Linked DNA regions of Ovis aries: region 2 is linked to region 1. A link is a contact called in public Hi-C data. All regions are on one chromosome and are shown on one strand. The core of a region is the stretch at or near the end of the contact, and the rest is flanking DNA. Distances in the headings are between cores, read along the strand shown. Region 1 has its middle 6.3 kb from the start of LRP10. Region 2 has its middle 29 kb from the start of DAD1.

Region 1 (4,063 bases), core at 70-2,569:
TATGGACAGAGGAGCCTGATGGGCTACAGTCCACGGGGTTGCAGAGTCGGACAAGACTGAGCAACTAACGTGCACATGCAATACAAAATAAAAAGTTTTCAATAAATAAATATTTTTTAAAAACAGCTGTAGTTGTGAATACATAAGTATTCTATACATGTGCAAGAAGTATGTGACATAGTAAATGTATAGGTTAAAAAGCTATATGAGCTATATGCACTTGTTTATTACATTTTTAGAAATTTTACTGTATATTTCACCTCAATCTTTAAAAGGTTCAAAAAAGAAAGAAACTGTATTGAGGGAAGAGATTCATAACTCCGCAACAGCAGCTCTGTCCCTATAGACCTCCTCCTTATGTGCCAATCATACCCACTGCTCTGCTTAGTCACTCAGTCCTGTCCGACTCTGTGCGACCCACAAACTGTAGCCAGCCAGGCTCCTCTGTCCATAGGGATTCTCCAGGCAGGAATACTGGAGTGGATTGCCACGCCCTCCTCCAGGGGATCTTCCCAATCCAGGGATCGAACCCAGGTCCTCCTTCGTTGCAGGCAGATTCTTTACCATCTGAGCCACCAGGGAAGCCCTAACCCCACAGCCTGCCCTTAATCGGAGGATGATTGGTATTGGGTTGTGTCAGCCCAGCTCTTATGGAAATACCAGTCCTCTAGGCTGCACACTCAGGACAGCCTGCACCAGGGCCCTGTAGCTCCGGCAGGAAGGTCTCTCTTCCCTTCATCTCTCTAAGCTTCATTCCAGGTGTCCTCAGAGTCTCTTCTCCACTCTACTGGCCTGTGCTCCAGAGGTCCTCCCAACTACCTCACGCCTGCACAAAACTGCCCATAAATTCTGGAGGGAGGAAAGCTGGAGAAGGGGACCAGAGGATCCCACCCCATCCTCTCAGGTTGGGAGCGGCCCAAACTGCAGCAGAGACCAGCTGGGCAGGTTTTGCAGGGTGGTAGCGCCCCCTCGTGCCAGGTGTTGGCACTGCAAACCAACCCCGGAGAGCTGAGAGGCGGAGGCAAAGCCTGCCACGCTCAGGGCCAAGGATACCGCCGGCCTGTCCCTTCCCACTTCGCAACTTCCACACTTCCACCCAGGCCACCTGTACTTAAACGGGTGGGACTATGGGCGCGACAGGATGACAAGCCTTAGTCTTCCAGCTGCAGAGAGGGAAAAGTCAAGAGTTTCCGTCGTCTGCCCCTTTATGGAGGTTGGTGAACAGCCCTGGAATAACTCCAGGAAGGAAGAGGGGAAGGGAGGGGTTGCAGGAGAGGGGTTCTGATAGAGGAGGTAAAGAGGGCCCTGGAGTCCCGGGCTCTGAGTTGCCACACTGCCCTCCCGTGGACGCCTCAGGCACTGACCTCTCCAGGATGCCTGAACCCTGGGCGCTTCAGGTTAGCGGCCGGTGGAGCTGCACTCCGGGATCTCAGGATGCTGGGGCAGAACCGCCTTTGGCCAAGGCAGGCAGGCCTCTGCGACTCCTGTAAGAGTGGACCATTTCTGTGCCGCTTCTCTGAGGCTTTTAGAGATCATGCCCAAGCCTTCTAGGGGGGTTTCTGACCTGCACCCATCCTTCCAAAGTCATCCACACTCTGGGGCCAGGAGACTCCTTTACTCCCTGTCTTACATTGATAAAAGTCTTAAATTTTGTGGTTCAAAAAAAATGCCTGGAGGTATATTGTGAATATCACTCTATTCTTGTCTGTTTATGCTAAAAATTTTCATTTGTTAAATAAGCATTTAAAATACACCAAATATTTTCAAAACAATCTTAGTTTTTAAATTTTTTAATATGCCAGAGGCCCTCTAAATGGACCTGATTGAGGTTTCTCTCAAACCTCCAAGGGGTGTCCCCAACCCTGCATCTCATTCTTTCCAAAGCACAAGGAAACTTGCTCCTGACACCATATGGTAGAGTCTTTAATCCCTACTCGCTTCCAACACAGAGGTTTCCCCATCTTGAAAAGCTCTCCTGGATTCTGCTGCGGCCTTGAATGATTTTTCTCATTTTCCCCTTTTCTCTCAAGCCAGTTTTCCAAAAGCTATCTGCATTCCTTCCCCAGTCACTTCTTTCTTTCGTTAATGTTTTGGCTGTGTGGCATGTGACATCTTAGTGGCTCATGAGACCTTAGTCCCCCGAACCGGGATTGAACCTACACCCCCTGCGTTGGAAGCACTGAGTCTTAACCACTGGACCACCAGGGAAGTCCCCCTTGTCATTTCTTTTTAATCCAACCTCTACGTCTGCATCCCAATCAGGAATATACTGAAACATCTCCTGAAGAGGCCCTCATGATGACCCCTTTCGTCTAACCCCAGGCCTATTCTGCTTTCATTTTCTTTGGCCTTGTATCAGCATTTAACATGACTTGCTTCAGGAAGCTCCTATGCCCCTGTCTTCTGAGAAGTTCTGCCATCCTATAGTCGATGAATCACACTGCTGTCAAGGACTCCTGAAAGCCCAGGACTTGTGTCCCTCTGCCTCAACCCTACCTGCACCCTCAGCTTCTGTACCTTGCTCAGGGACTTTATTTGTCTTTATTTGTTCTGTTAATTCCAGTTTCTGCCCTTCAGACTGTACAGAATAAAAACATTCTTGTTCCACACTACAGCTCTTCAAATATTTGGGTGTAGTTTCCATATATACAAACGCTCACTGAAGTTAAGCTTTTTATAGGTGAAGAGCCTTTCTCGTCCCATAAAGAGCTTTCACATGAAGTAGCTTAGAGACCCCCTTACCATTCCCATCACCAGTCAGTCTTTAAAAGCGTAGCTTCATAGAGAAGTGGTACCACACAGCAGTTAGGACAAGGACTCTGGAGTTACATCCGGGTTAGGATCCAACCTTTATGACTTACTGGTCAGGTGACCCTCAGCATGTTATGTATCTTCCCTGAGCATCAATTTCCTCATCTTTAAAATGGGGTTAATAACTCAAAAGGGAGTTGAGTGAATTAAAAGACATAATCTATGTGATGCCTACTATTGGCAGTCACGACTCACTCATTCATTCATTCAACAGACATATTGAGTATTTGTTTTATGCCAGACATTGCTTTTCACACTGGGGATTCACCGGTAAATGAATAGGCCCTTGCCCCCTTTGGAACTTACTTCTTCTTCTTTTTTTTTTAAGAATTCTCTCTTTTTAAAACATATTTATTTGGCTGTATCCAGGATTTTTGTGGCATCATGAAGGATCTTTCATTTTGGCACATGGAGGATTCTCTAGTTGTGGCACGGGCTTAACTGCTTTGTGGCACACGGGATCTTAGCTCCCTGACCAAGGACCAAACCTGTGTCCCCTGCATTGCAAAGCAGATGCTTAACCACTGGACCACCAGGGAAGTCTCCCCTATGGAACTTATATTCTTGTGAGTGTGCAGGGAACAAACATGATAAATGAGTAAAATATAGTATGTTAGATAATGATAAGAATTTTCCAAATTTTTAAGTTCTGAATCCTATTTGATAAACAATTGCACCTTTAAATCATTTTCATCTTTTACTATAAGCATCTAGATAGCATATTCAAAAGCAGAGACATTACTTTGCCAACTAAGGTGCGTCTAGTCAAGACTATGGTTTTCCAGTGGTCATGTATGGATGTGAGAGTTGGACTGTGAAGAAGGCTGAGCGCCGAAGAATTGATGCTTTTGAACTGTGATGTTGGAGAAGACTCTTGAGAGTCCCTTGGACTGCAAGGAGATCCAACCAGTCCATTCTGAAGGAGATCAGCCCTGGGATTTCTTTGGAAGGAATGATGCTAAAGCTGAAACTCCAGTACTTTGGCCACCTCATGCGAAGAGTTGACTCATTGGAAAAGACTCTGATGCTGGGAGGGATTGGGGGCAGGAGGAGAAGGGGACGACCCAGGATGAAATGGCTGGATGGCATCACCAACTCGAAGGACGTGAGTCTGAGTGAACTCCGGGAATTGGTGATGGACCGGGAGGCCTGGTGTGCTGCGATTCATGGGGTCGCAAAGAGTCGGACACGACTGAGCGACTGAACTGAACTGAACTGATAAGCATCCAAGAGAAACCAGGATGCTTCTTCA
Region 2 (3,532 bases), core at 8-2,507, 280 kb before region 1:
TTCACCTCACTTTCTCCACAAGTCCTGTCTTAAAATTCTCTCTCCATCTACCTCTGGGAGCAACCTGTGGGAAGAAGAGCTTCTGACTGATGGGTGGGTCTGGGGAGGTCTGCAAGCCCCGGTCACTGTCACTCTGTTAATGAGCACACTGAGAAGCCAGGAGGCTGGCAGGTGGGTGCCCTGCCACCTGGGATTCAGGCCTAGTTTCACCCAGACACACAGATGAGTAAGGTTTCCTCTGAGTATCACACTGAGAGCTATATTTTGAAATTAATAAGCAGGTCAGACATTGAGTCAGTAGCCAGATGTAGGACAGGAAGTGGAAAAAGTCTCCCACTTCCGTGCAGGTGTTTGGGGGGGGGGGCCTTGGGGCGGCCCCTCCCATTTCCATGACGTCATGGCTGCCGCGAGGGGCAAGTGGGGCACCCTTTGAAGCTCTCCCACAGAAGCCACATCCTCTGGAAAAAACGAGTTAAAAATACCGAGTTAGAGATAGCATCACCCCAGGCCACGTGCCGGGGCCGGGAGGGCCGGGCCGTTACACCACCACGACCGCAGGTGCGACAGGAAGGCGGCGAGCTGGGAAGGGCCGGCGGGGCCCTGGCGGCGGCACCCACGCCCACGGCAGGCAGGGGGGCCGCGCACCCCACAGCGAGAAGTACCCCCGCCCCGCCTATCACCCCCTCCCCCCCAGCCAAGTCCTAAGATCAAACCTTGATCTCACTCGATCACACCATTTCTTTATGCTGACAGGCCCTCTAGGCTTCTGTCCAGCCCGCCCTCCCCGGGAGGTGTGGGCACATCTCCCCCTCCTATGCACGGCTGGAGCTGGTTCTCCAAGGAACCGCTCCAGGTCAGGGTTGAAGTGCAAGATGATGGTCTAGAGGGACATCTGGCTCTCAGAAGCCAAGGAGACCAGGATTCGGGAGGCCGGGAGATGGAGAGCCACAGAAGGACCATGGGAACCTGAGACCTGAAAACCGCGGGGTTTGGACGTCCGGCTCTGTGGTAGTGTCCCAGCCACCCACCTGGGGGCAGCAGAGCTCCACCAAAGAGGCCTCTTCTCCCTTAATCCGCTTCTTTTGAGGAAGGAAAACCCCCAAACGCTTAAGAAAATGTCTTTTCAGAGGTAAATAAAAGGACAGGAGACTTCCTTCCAGGAGCCGAGCCCCTGCCCTTTGTCCATCACTGACCTGGGCTCCTGCCCGGGTGATCCTGTCACATCCCTTGGAGGAGAGAGAGTGTAGGGTCTGGCCCCGTAGACAGCAGGGGGCGCTACCTGCCCAGGATCACGAGGCTCCTTCATCCAGAGCACTAGATAGGAGCCCCCAGGGAGCGGGTGGGGCAGTCCCCTGGGAGCCTGGAGAGAGCTTTGGATTCAGAATCAGGGAGCCTGGGCTGGCCACCAGGATCCACCACTACCTCCTGCCCTGTGGGCATCTCACTAACCACCCACAGCTTCAGTTTCCCAGTGGGATCAGTGCTCTCTCACAGGGTAGTTTAAGAACCAAGGCTGCTCTCACAGTGCATACCTGCCAAGTGCAGACACAGGCCAGGCCCCAGGGATTCAGGCTCTGTACAAACGATAGGACTCCACACAGATGAAGCTCAAGAACAAGCAAAACTAATCACCAGCGACAGAAATGGGAACAGTGGATGCCTCTGGGGTGCAAGGACTGGCTGGAAAGGGGCCCCAGGGAAGCTTCCAGGTGGTGGAAATATTCTGCATCTTGATTTGGGTGATTTACACAGGTGTAGAGACATGTCAAAATAAGCCCAACTGTACACATAAGATTTGTGCATTTTAGCACAGGTAAATTATACAGTAAAGTACCGTTCCTATTAACACATGCACAGTTTCAGCATAGTAAACTGAATGCACATTTTAAGGGAATGCCTAGAAAATTGAACAGAGACCCTGCCTGGGGGTCGGTAGAGCTGGGTCAGGCTGGACCACCACGCTGAGATAAAAGTGGGGCTGCTGCTTCACCAGTGTGTCTCTGTTGCCCACAGTAGACAGGCATTTCTCCCCTCATTATGCCCCAGGAGCTTCTGGTTTCACCATCATATTCATTTTCTTTCCCCCTCCATGGCTTCCAGAAGAGCTTGAGGGAGGAGAAATTACAGCTATGGGAGGCCCTGGCAAGGCTGCAGCCAATTTTCAGAACAAAGCCGGCCCTCCCGGCCCCAAGGCACTCCAGGCTGCCCACTCTGCTCTTTGCAACACCCCTGAACACTCTTGCTTTTTATCTCCCCTCTCACCCTCTGGGGGCCTCTCTGCTTTCAAAACGGCCCCCTTGGGGATTCCCTGGCAGTCCCCAGTTAGGACTCTGCCTTCCGCTGCAGGGGGCATTGGGTTCAGTTCCTGGTCGGGGAACTAAGAATCCACACGCCATACGGCACAAGCCTCTCCCCCAAAAGGGGCCCCCTGGAGCTAGAGGCAACGTCTGATGAAAGTAGACCACCCCCAATGGGTCGTTTCTCTGGGCAGCCCTCATCCCAAGCCAGAACACCACACGTCATCCCAGAGGGTTCTCACCACCTTTGGGAAAAGGGCAGCCCGTTCTCACTGTTTGTTTTGGAAATGTGGGCACACTCCCATTCCAGAGGCAATAGGATCCAGGGGAGAGAGCCCTTCTGTTGTCAGATTCTTTAAAAATCCCCCCGAGAAGCAGAAAGCGTGATTGTCTACCCTTTTCCTGAGCCACCCACACAGAATTCAGCCAAGGAGGGAAAAAGGGACGATTAGGGAAAGAGCATATAAATGTGAGACATGGTTGGCAGGACTTCAGAGAGTTTGAGTAGATGAAGGACTGTGGTTCAGAGAGTGGTCAGCAACTGGTCTCCATCTCATGCTTCTAGCCTTGATGGGAGGAAACTGGGCTAACATGAAATAGGAATTTTTTCCAGTGGAGACAGTGAGACACTATTTTTAGCAAACTCTAGGGAGGCCTTGCCTCTCCTTGCTGACCCAAGTTATTCCAGAGATTTACTGGGGGACGTGGGTGAGGCAACATCCTTATCTGGAATCTTTATGAAGAATAGCGTGTCTGTGCAACACCAAAGCAAACATGATCTGGCTTTGACCTTCACAGGAAAGCCAAGCAGTAGGCAGGGTATGGTCCCTCCCTTTCACAAATGGAGAAAGGTGAAGTGGCTCACTTGCCATCACAGTGAATGAGGCCCACATCAGCGCTAGCGGACGCCCAAATCGCAGGTGGCTCCAGATACAGCCATCACAGAGGAAGGATCAGGAAAAGATGGCGTCTCAGGACCAACTGATCCCACTCCCACCCCCGCCCCCAGACTGATAACTTCTGTCTGGATTTCCCTTCCCTCTTCAGGACTCTTGATCGTCCTCTAGGATTAAAGTAGAGTTTCAAAACAGTTTGCTTAGGAGACACTCCTTCGGTAAATGTTGTTGGTTAGTCATCTCCTAAGGCAATGCTTTGTGCAAAAGCAGACTCCAGGACTCAATCACAAGGCAACGAGAGTTAGTAAAGTAATACCTAGACACACTCCAGCTGCCAGT

Evidence for each region. A called contact is a pair of places that touch in the nucleus more often than the background predicts.
Region 2: a Hi-C map of hypothalamus shows a contact between it and region 1, with 3 times the contacts expected there. The contact joins two enhancer-like sites. A contact is called at or near these places in 3 of 16 Hi-C or Micro-C datasets (hypothalamus, liver and skin fibroblasts).

The regions. Positions count from the first base shown.
Region 1 is chr7:21,779,932-21,783,994 of ARS-UI_Ramb_v3.0, reverse strand. No RefSeq gene overlaps it. Among named protein-coding and RNA genes, the nearest start is that of LRP10, 6.3 kb to the right of the region's middle. Within about 2 kb of position 1,319, at least 40 of the 54 cell types and tissues checked have an H3K27ac peak or open chromatin away from gene starts, as enhancers often do. A contact at or near this core is called in hypothalamus and liver, where this site is marked.
Region 2 is chr7:22,058,571-22,062,102 of ARS-UI_Ramb_v3.0, reverse strand. No RefSeq gene overlaps it. Among named protein-coding and RNA genes, the nearest start is that of DAD1, 29 kb to the right of the region's middle. Within about 2 kb of position 1,257, at least 37 of the 54 cell types and tissues checked have an H3K27ac peak or open chromatin away from gene starts, as enhancers often do. A contact at or near this core is called in hypothalamus and liver, where this site is marked.